3 separate regions of the Mus musculus genome follow, and all the other regions are linked to region 3. A link is a contact called in public Hi-C and promoter capture Hi-C data. All regions are on one chromosome and are shown on one strand. The core of a region is the stretch at or near the end of the contact, and the rest is flanking DNA. Distances in the headings are between cores, read along the strand shown. Region 1 holds the start of Jazf1 (JAZF zinc finger 1). Region 2 has its middle 74 kb from the start of 1700094M24Rik. Region 3 holds the start of Tax1bp1 (Tax1 (human T cell leukemia virus type I) binding protein 1).

Region 1 (2,770 bases), core at 80-2,579, 350 kb after region 3:
CTTTACCTCACCTTTATCAGAAGACATGGGGAAAACTATTAAGGAGATACTTTGAAACTTTGAAAAATTTCAAAGCTTGACAATTACTCATCAGATTTCTGTTTTCAAAGGCATTCTGCAGACAGTTTCCATGATTAGCTCCCATTCTGGATGGCCCAGCAAATCCCGCTCTAAACTGGCACTTAGCGCGTATTAAGCGCCCACTGTGTGCAAGGAGAAAGCATTCTACAAAGCAAAGGGGCATGAGGCTCTGCCTCATTTTATTCGTGCATAAATGCACAGCAGTCGTGATTTACTCTCTCAACTTTGCAGAAACGTGAGCTGCATCCACATGGTCGAATCCATGTCATTCATTTGGTCTTCTCGAAGCAATTCACAGGTAGCCTCACCCAGGGAACCGGCTGCCCTCTTCACCCACCAGGCCACTCCGGGGAGCGGCCACACCTTCTGCAGGTGGCTGGGTCTTCTGAGCCAGAAGCACCAGACCCATCTCCCTCCGCAGGGGTGGGGATGAGCGTGCAAATGTGATGCAAGGACTTCCGTGGGGCGCAGGACTTAGGAGGTCCCTGGGTCCCGGGAGACACAACCGGCCCCGCGGGGCGCCCCTCCCCCGCGTCCCCGCGCCCGCGCCGCGCAGGCCCCGCGGGGACCGGCGCACCTCCGGCCTAGCCGCAACGCGGGCGCCGCGACACGCCCGCCCGCCGCCCGCGGGCTCCCCTCTGCTACCGGGGCCTCGGGGCGCTCCGGCCAGGGATGGGCGCGGCCCGCAGCCGCCCGAACCGCAGCCGCCGCGCCAGGCCGGGCCCCGCGCCCGCGCCGCTCAGAGCACGCAGCGCCCCGCGCCCCGCGCCCGCCGCCGCCGCCGCCGCGGCCCCCTCCCGCCGCGCCACACCTAGCAACCGGCGCTGACAGGACGCAGGCGGGGGAGGAAGCGGAATGGCTGCCGCCGCGGCGCCTCCCCGGCTCCCGCCAGCCTGACAGCTCGGGCCGGGCGGAAGCGGCGTGCGGCACCCGCCCCCCGCGGCCCGCGCCCGCCCTCACCCTGCGGCCGGCCATCCCCGCGCCCCGCGGCCCTCCACGCCCGCACCTTCTCGGGCGCCCGGCCCGCGCCACCCCGGGGCTCGCCCGCCGCCCGACCCCCGCCCACCCGGGCCTCACCGATGTGGTTGTCCTCGATGTGCTCGATGAGGTCGGCCAGCGTGGGGAAGTGGAGTCCGCAGCCCCCGAAGCGGCAGGTGTTGGAGAAGAAGGAGGCGGCGGCGATGCCTGTCATGGTGCTACATCGAGAGCCCCCCGGAGTCGGCTCTGCGAGCGCCGCGCGCGCGGAGGCGGAGGGAGGGGCCGGGGAGGGGGCAGGCGCGGGGAGGGCAGCGCGAGCCCGGGACGGAGGAGAGGGGGCGCGAGGTGGAGCGCAGCGCCGAGCCTCCGGGAGGCAGCGGGAGGCGGCGGGAGCTCGGGGGAGGGGGCGGGGAGGACTCGGCGGCTGGGAGGAGGGAGCAGGCGCGCGCCTGCAGCTGTGCGGGCCCCAACCTCCGCGACCCAGGCCTCACCTGGCAGCTCCCGCCTCCAACTTTACGTCCCTGGGCCTGCCCTTTCGCCCTGTGAGGTGCCTGCAGTCCGCTTGGAGCCTCCCTTGGTTATGCGCGCTACATTCTTAATAGATACACATCTATTAATTACACATGCTTTTCACCCCAGAGGAGCACTCAGGGAGTTACCCAGCCCTCTTAGGGACATTTGTTTGCACTTGGCCACCTGTCTAGGTGTGACGATGGTATTCACTAGGGACCCAGGAAAGGTAATTGTGTGCACCTTGTTCTTTAAACTTTCTCATTTAAAAAAAAAAATTAAAAAGTCCGTATTCTCTGGAGGTTAGTAGGAACTAATTGATTTTAATGAAGCTTTCCCCCTAGGCCAGAAGAAAAATCTTAGCTTTATTTAAATTTCAAAATAGAGCGCTTGGTTGTCAAGTGCATTTGACTGTGTTTTACATATGTATCACGTTTGTTCTCCCTGATTCTTCTGAGAAAACAAAAATCTCAATTTCTTTACCCCAAATTCCCGCACCTCCTGAACCCCGTGTTGTGGCTCAGGTCTGGCAGTGCTGCTCCAAAGACGAAAGGGGCAAGTGTAGAGGTTTGGAAATGAAAGTCAAAGCAAATTCGATTTTCACTTAAAAAGAAGATTTCACCAATCAGTTAGGATTATATCATCCTGTGAGCATTTAAGCCATACTGTTGACCAGATAGCCTCTTAAGAACCAGTTCTCTTCTGGTCTCCAACCGCAGTTGCAGTTACATTTTACCTACAAGGTGTATATTTTCTTCCAGGTGTTCAAGAAGCACCAGGAGATGTGCATGATTCGAGGGTGTAATTTTTAAAAAATTTATTCATGCATTCTGAATTTAGCATTTGTCTTTAGAACAATTTCATTTACCCGCTGGTGCATATACCTAGAAAAATAACAACCCTGTCTTTTTAAACTGCATATACCACTTGTGTTATCTCTAATATTAGGATTGTTAGGGCACTTCGTGTAAATGTAAATGCAGACATATGCAGTATTTCTGTCACCGGAGAAAATTTTCACAATCTCCCAGTCACAAAGGCTGAGGCTGAGTTCTCTCACCCATCGACATTTTTGTCTGGTCTGTCGCTTCTTTGAGCCTACAAGGTGACAAATTTGCCAAGGGGAGAGTTGAGTTGAGTATGGTTGGGGCAGCAGGTCATTAAAGTTCAGTTTGTTGCCAGAAATAATTTCCTGGGACCA
Region 2 (2,773 bases), core at 3-2,502, 300 kb before region 3:
TTTACAGAATCTTTTTAGGTTTTACTGTTAATAAGATTAAATAGGAGATGAGCAGTAAAGATATTGAAGCCGAGTTTATTATGAGAAAAAGCACACACGAAGTATGGGCTCCCCACCACTTAACTCTGCGCTCTGTGTACACATCTCTCCATTCAGATTTTTTTTTTTTATTACTGTTTGCTTAGGGGGGAAAGTCTCCACTGAAAGAATGTGGCAGGAGCACATTAGCAGGCCTTCCAGGGCTCTTTCTGTTCGTCGGGCCCATGGATGGCGCCCAACTTTGTAGTTCCTTGCTAGTTGCAGCTGGAGGCTGCTGCTGGCCGAAACCCAATCTCTTTGCAATAAAGGAGCCATTTGACCGCACTGTATTTACTGGGGCCTTTTCTGAACCAATCAGGGGCCGCCCTTGGCACAAGGGATGAGGAGAAGTTTATAATAGGATCACTTTTGTTTGCAATTTGTTTCTAATAGATGCCAATAAGCCAGTTAACTAGGCTCCAGTTAATGGACATTTTATCGTTTTCTCCCTCCAACCCCCCCCCACCCCAGCCATACACATGACCTTTCCTTAGAAGCCCTGAGATGCTCCCTGGTAGCCTGAGGGCTCTCTCTGCTCTAGAGAACTTGCTCACCAGCCCTGTGTGGCCCAGCAGGCCCCAGTTCTTTGATCATCCTGTCAGTGGGAAATTTACAGAACATTCGGGCTTTGGTTCCATGTGTATTTCTCCAAATATAATATCTCCCTCAAGAAATCAATGATAAGCTGTTAAACTAAAGAGCATGGTAACATCCACAGCGCAGTAAATTAATGGTCTTTTGTGGATAGATGGTTACAGATCTCATCATAAAAAATGGATAAAAGATTACATATCACACAGAGCGAAACTTTTAATAACTCAACATGACTTTTCTTAATGGGTTTTATTCATTTTAATCATTATAGTGTCAATGATGATTATAGCCTTATTAGATTGTAGTGATTGAGGGGCCTGTTTATGAGATATTGAAAAGCTCAGGCAGCTCAGAATAGCCTGGCGGCCTGTGTGGGTTTGATGTGTGACTTTATCTGAAGGAGTGGGGCTTGTCAAGAGAGTTTCAATTAATACTTTTACTAAATTGCTCCTGTCTTTGGTGACCTAGGTCACAGAGGACTTAAAGATTCCACAACATCAGCTTTTCAAAACAGTTGGGCTGCAGCCGTGTAAATCAAAGGAGGTTGTGAGTGAGCGAGCGAGCGTTAGTGTTTGAATAAGGGCCAGCCAGGCAGGGCCAGGGCAGCTGCAAAGTCCTTCCTCTTCACTCCGCCTCCGTGGAGCGGCTCCAGGAAGGAGTTATTTTAACAGCCTTTTAATAACTGGATTAAGAGTTGGACACAAGGATCTGGAAGAATCTGGATGGTTCTGGTCCCCTCACCCCTGTCTGGACACATACAAAGCCAAGACTCTGAAAGTAATTAATAAGACGCTGTTCCAGAGAAAGGCCCCAAGCAGGGTCATCTGGAAAAAATTATTAAAATAAAGGTGTCAGTGATGTTCCCAAGATGAAAAATGTCCTAACAATAAATAATTCCTCCCAATGTCTTCAGCGGGGCTAAGGCGGGAATACCACCTAGCTGATGGCCTCTTGATTTAATATTGATTCTTCAGGATGTCTATTTCCATTATATGCAGTTCTGTCACCTAAAATCATTCCAGATGTTCCTCTGCGAGGGAGCTCATCTGTCACAGGGCTCTGAGAGCACAGTGTCACTGAGCCTTGAGTGAACTGGGCAGGGCTTCACTTGGGCTTCTGATTTGGACCGTCTTAGTTTCCACTCCTTCATCACTAGAAACAGAGGCAACGGTAACAGTTTTGCCCATTTTCCACCTAAGATGATGATGGCGATTTGATTCTTTTTAATAGAAGTTCTCACTCCATTGGCCTTGAACTTGATCCCTCTGTCTCAGCCTCCAGTGCACTGGGATTACAAGAGAGCACCTAGTGGATTACTAAGAGCTTCAGAGAAGCCGAGGGCTGGTTTGGGGAGAAGGCTTAGTCGTTAAGGGACTTGCCGCCCAAGTCTGACCTCCTGAGTTTGGCTGCATAAAAGTACATAGTAACTGTCATCTGTAATGCCTCTAACTGGACACAGGAGACACAGGCAGGACAATCACCAGCAACTTTTGAGCTAACTAATCTGGTATCTATAGCAGTGAGCCACAGAGAAACAATGTCTCAAACAAGGTAAATTTCAAGGACTGACATTCAAGGTTGTTCCCTGAGCTTCATATGTGTGTTATGGTATGCACGTACCCCCGACCTCCCCACAACACACATACTATGATATTTTTTTAAGGGCTCTGGCTAAGTGGTGGAACATTTGCATAGCCTGTTTATAGCCCTAGGTTTGATTCTCAGCACCGCAAAAGTGAAAAATAAAATGAACAAATGACTTCACATTTATTTCAAAGAATTCTGTTTTCAAATCAGTCTTTACATCTCCACTAAAATCAAAGGGCCAGATGATATGGCTCTTAAAAACAAATTATTACATTATTTTTTCAATATGAGTGTGTATGTATGTGTGTAAGAATGTGTGTGTGAGTGTATGTGTGCACATGTGTAGAGGCCAGAGGACAATTCTCAGGACTGACTTTCCTCCCTTACCAGGTGGGTTCTGGTGTTTGAACTCAGACTATGAGGCTTGGTGTGAACATCTTCTGAGCCATCTTGCTGGACCAACACGGCTTTTAATGGGGTTCAAGAGTGCATAGAAAACACCCAGTGAGTTTAT
Region 3 (2,700 bases), core at 4-2,503:
AATCAATTAGTTAAAAAAGTAACAGGATGTCTTCACCCTGGAGCAGTAGAATGCCTTAACTCACAGCCAGCCATGAGAGCAATCATGGGGTCTTGAGTAATCTCAGTAAGGAGGTTCTGTATGAAGTTAAAAACTAAAACCCTGCCCTGCATTTTGGTAGCTGTGTCTCCTGACCAACAGAATGCCCCTTTGTGGTTAAATGCCCTGAGATGTCTGTCTGTTCATCTCTCTCTCACTCTCTCTTTCTCTCTCTCCAGGGCATTTTCCCCTATAGTTGCACTAAAATGAAGTGTCTGAAACGCAAAAGATCTCAATTTCATTATATTATTATAGACATTGTGGTTTTGTGACCTGCTTTCCCTTGTGGTTGTTTTCTAGAGCAGCACAGGAAGAAATACCTCAAAAGGAAGACTTGGTTGATCGTGATATGGAAGTGAAAATAATTTAAATTTCTAAAATTACTTTTGCCTTATATAGCTTACCTTTCTCTGTTAAATGTGCAGTTTGAATTGGAACTTCATGGAAGCAAGTGTATTTTATTCAAATCCATCATATCTTGTGTTGGAATATTACTTATCTCATGAATACACTACCGTCTTAATCATAAATATTTCTTTAAAACCCACAATGCCGAACTTAACTTTTGCTTCAACAGCCTATGTCTCTCAACAGTAATTTTTCCTTTTGGAGGACCAGAATGAAGAGATCCCTATTTAAACAAACAAACAAGCAAACACACAGACACCCAACTTAAAAAATTTCAATATATAAGAAACAAATGAATCAGCAAATATTAAGAACCTGTCTTATGGAGGCCAATGTGGACTTGAATTGTGTGGAAAATGAAAGAACTTGAAATTAGAGTTTTGTATATTATTGTTCTGTTTAATGTTATGCTTTCTTCGCTGGTGATACGGTAAATGTCATTAGTTTCATAGCAACACGGGAATATGATGGTTCAATTCGTGATAGCTATGACAGTTCTTGGGGCTTCTGTATATATTGAAACATGTATTAGCTTAGACTGATATTTAAGACCCAGGTCACCTGGCCTCTGAGCGATCCTTCCCATTTCGCTGGTAAGTCAGTTAATTTGTTTCAAACGGACTGTGTTTTGAGGTGACTACATCACTGACCAAAAGCCACAGAGGAAAAAGCTGTCAGGGAAACCACTAAAGGACTCTTTACAGCTAGCGAGTGGGGCGTGTCGCCGCAGAGCATGCGCAGCAGCAGAGGCGGAAGCGAGCCTCCCTGGGGCGGAAGTGACGCACCGCCGGCTCTCCGCTTAGAGAAGGTGTAGCCGGTCTACGCTGAGAGGCAGTGGTGGTGGCCGCGGAGGTTCGGGGCGCGGCGTAGCGTGCGGGGCGGAGGCCCTGACCGGTAAGGTTTGCGGACGGGCCGCGTGCTTTCGAGGTAACCGGCGCTCGCGCTCCGTCTCGGCCCTGGAACCCGGGCCTGGCGAGTTTTGGGAACGGTCTCCGTGGTGACGAAGCTCTCTTTCCCAAGGACGAGCTTCCCCCGGGCCGCGATTGTGACGTGTTTTGGGCTTGGGGTGACCGTAGAGTGGGAAGCGTGGCGGGAGCGGGCGTGCTAGGCCGCGGCTGGCCCCGGCTGGCCCCGGCGTCTAACAAGCCAGGGACGGGTGGCGGGCGCGCTAGGCCGCGGCGAGCCGGGGAGGACCCGTTGGGTTGTTTTGGTTTGAGTCTCCGCTGGAGGAAGAGGCGGGGACTCCCTGTGTCGCCTGGTTTGGCTGTTTACCTGGCTTGGCTTGATCTCCGGCTTCTCCTGGGCTGAGAGATTAGTTGAGTCTTGCTGTTTGGAAAGCAGCCCTCCCCCTCTGGTGCCCAAGAGAAGGCTTTAAGAAATCTTGGGGAGGATCGCTTCGCTCTGTGGTCGTCTGGACTTGATTTCACGACTCCGCCTCCCTCGCTCCACCCACTGCTGACTCTCCCCGGTGTTTTGGACCCGGCGGAAGGTGCAAGACGTGTTCTGGCTAGCGCTCATCGCCCGAAAACTGTACTGTTAGAACGTAGCTGGGGTGTTCGCTTGTATTTCCCTGTTGAGAAATATGAAGTACAATTTGTTCCTGAAAGTTTTGTTGGAAAACGTTGTGGCGTTTGACTATGATAGATTTCCGGCTTTATCGTTATGTTGGTATGTTAGACATTTTAATGCTAAGTATCTGCCAAGTATGCTGCTTTTTGCCAAGTGGTAAAAATTCATGATTAGGACACGAACAAATATAATTAAAATTTTAGTGTTCAATCCCAAAACATTCGAAAATGGTTATTTGAATAACATTCCTTAAAAGTGGGTTGATTAAGTGGGTTTGTGATCTCCAGGTTACCCTCTAGGTGTGGAGAAGAAGCTGAGGCCAAGGACTCGCCTCCATTCTATTCTTCTCAGGGGTAAATTGGATTTCTGTATGTCCCTTTCGAATGTTAGGCAAACGCCCTGAACTTATCTTAGATTTCTGCAAGAATATATTTGACTATGCTAGGAATGACTGGTTAACCTCCTCCCCCTCGTCTTTGTTATTTGTTAAATTTCAAATACAGTTGTATTGTATTATTTGTTTTCAAGTTATTACATTAGCTGCATACCATTTGCTCTTAGAATCACAGTCGTGTATGTGAAATGTATGTGAAATGTAACCATTGAGTACCTTTTCTAGGACAAAAATAACATCTTGGAATTATA

Evidence for each region. Promoter capture Hi-C pulls out the DNA fragments that hold promoters and counts their contacts. A called contact is a pair of places that touch in the nucleus more often than the background predicts.
Region 1: a contact with region 3 is called in a promoter capture Hi-C map of pre-B cells. The contact joins the promoter of Jazf1 here to the promoter of Tax1bp1 in region 3. A contact is called at or near these places in 3 of 39 promoter capture datasets (hematopoietic stem and progenitor cells, liver and pre-B cells) and 1 of 484 Hi-C or Micro-C datasets (embryonic stem cells).
Region 2: a Hi-C map of uterus shows a contact between it and region 3, with 2.2 times the contacts expected there. The contact joins the enhancer-like site here to the promoter of Tax1bp1 in region 3. A contact is called at or near these places in 3 of 484 Hi-C or Micro-C datasets (3T3-L1-derived adipocytes and uterus) and 1 of 115 datasets of contacts at active chromatin or transcription factors (embryonic stem cells).

Annotation. Positions count from the first base shown.
Region 1 is chr6:53,067,295-53,070,064 of GRCm38.p6, forward strand. Jazf1 (JAZF zinc finger 1) reads right to left here and starts at 1,330. Exons shown (of 5, transcript NM_173406.3): 1 at 1,159-1,330. The coding sequence starts at 1,273. Gm33097 (a long non-coding RNA gene) reads right to left here and starts at 701. Exons shown (of 2, transcript XR_377680.3): 1 at 1-701.
Region 2 is chr6:52,417,364-52,420,136 of GRCm38.p6, forward strand. No RefSeq gene overlaps it. Among named protein-coding and RNA genes, the nearest start is that of 1700094M24Rik, 74 kb to the right of the region's middle. Within about 2 kb of position 1,253, at least 37 of the 459 cell types and tissues checked have an H3K27ac peak or open chromatin away from gene starts, as enhancers often do. A contact at or near this core is called in uterus, where this site is marked.
Region 3 is chr6:52,712,476-52,715,175 of GRCm38.p6, forward strand. Tax1bp1 (Tax1 (human T cell leukemia virus type I) binding protein 1) reads left to right here and starts at 1,254. Exons shown (of 18, transcript NM_025816.3): 1 at 1,254-1,380.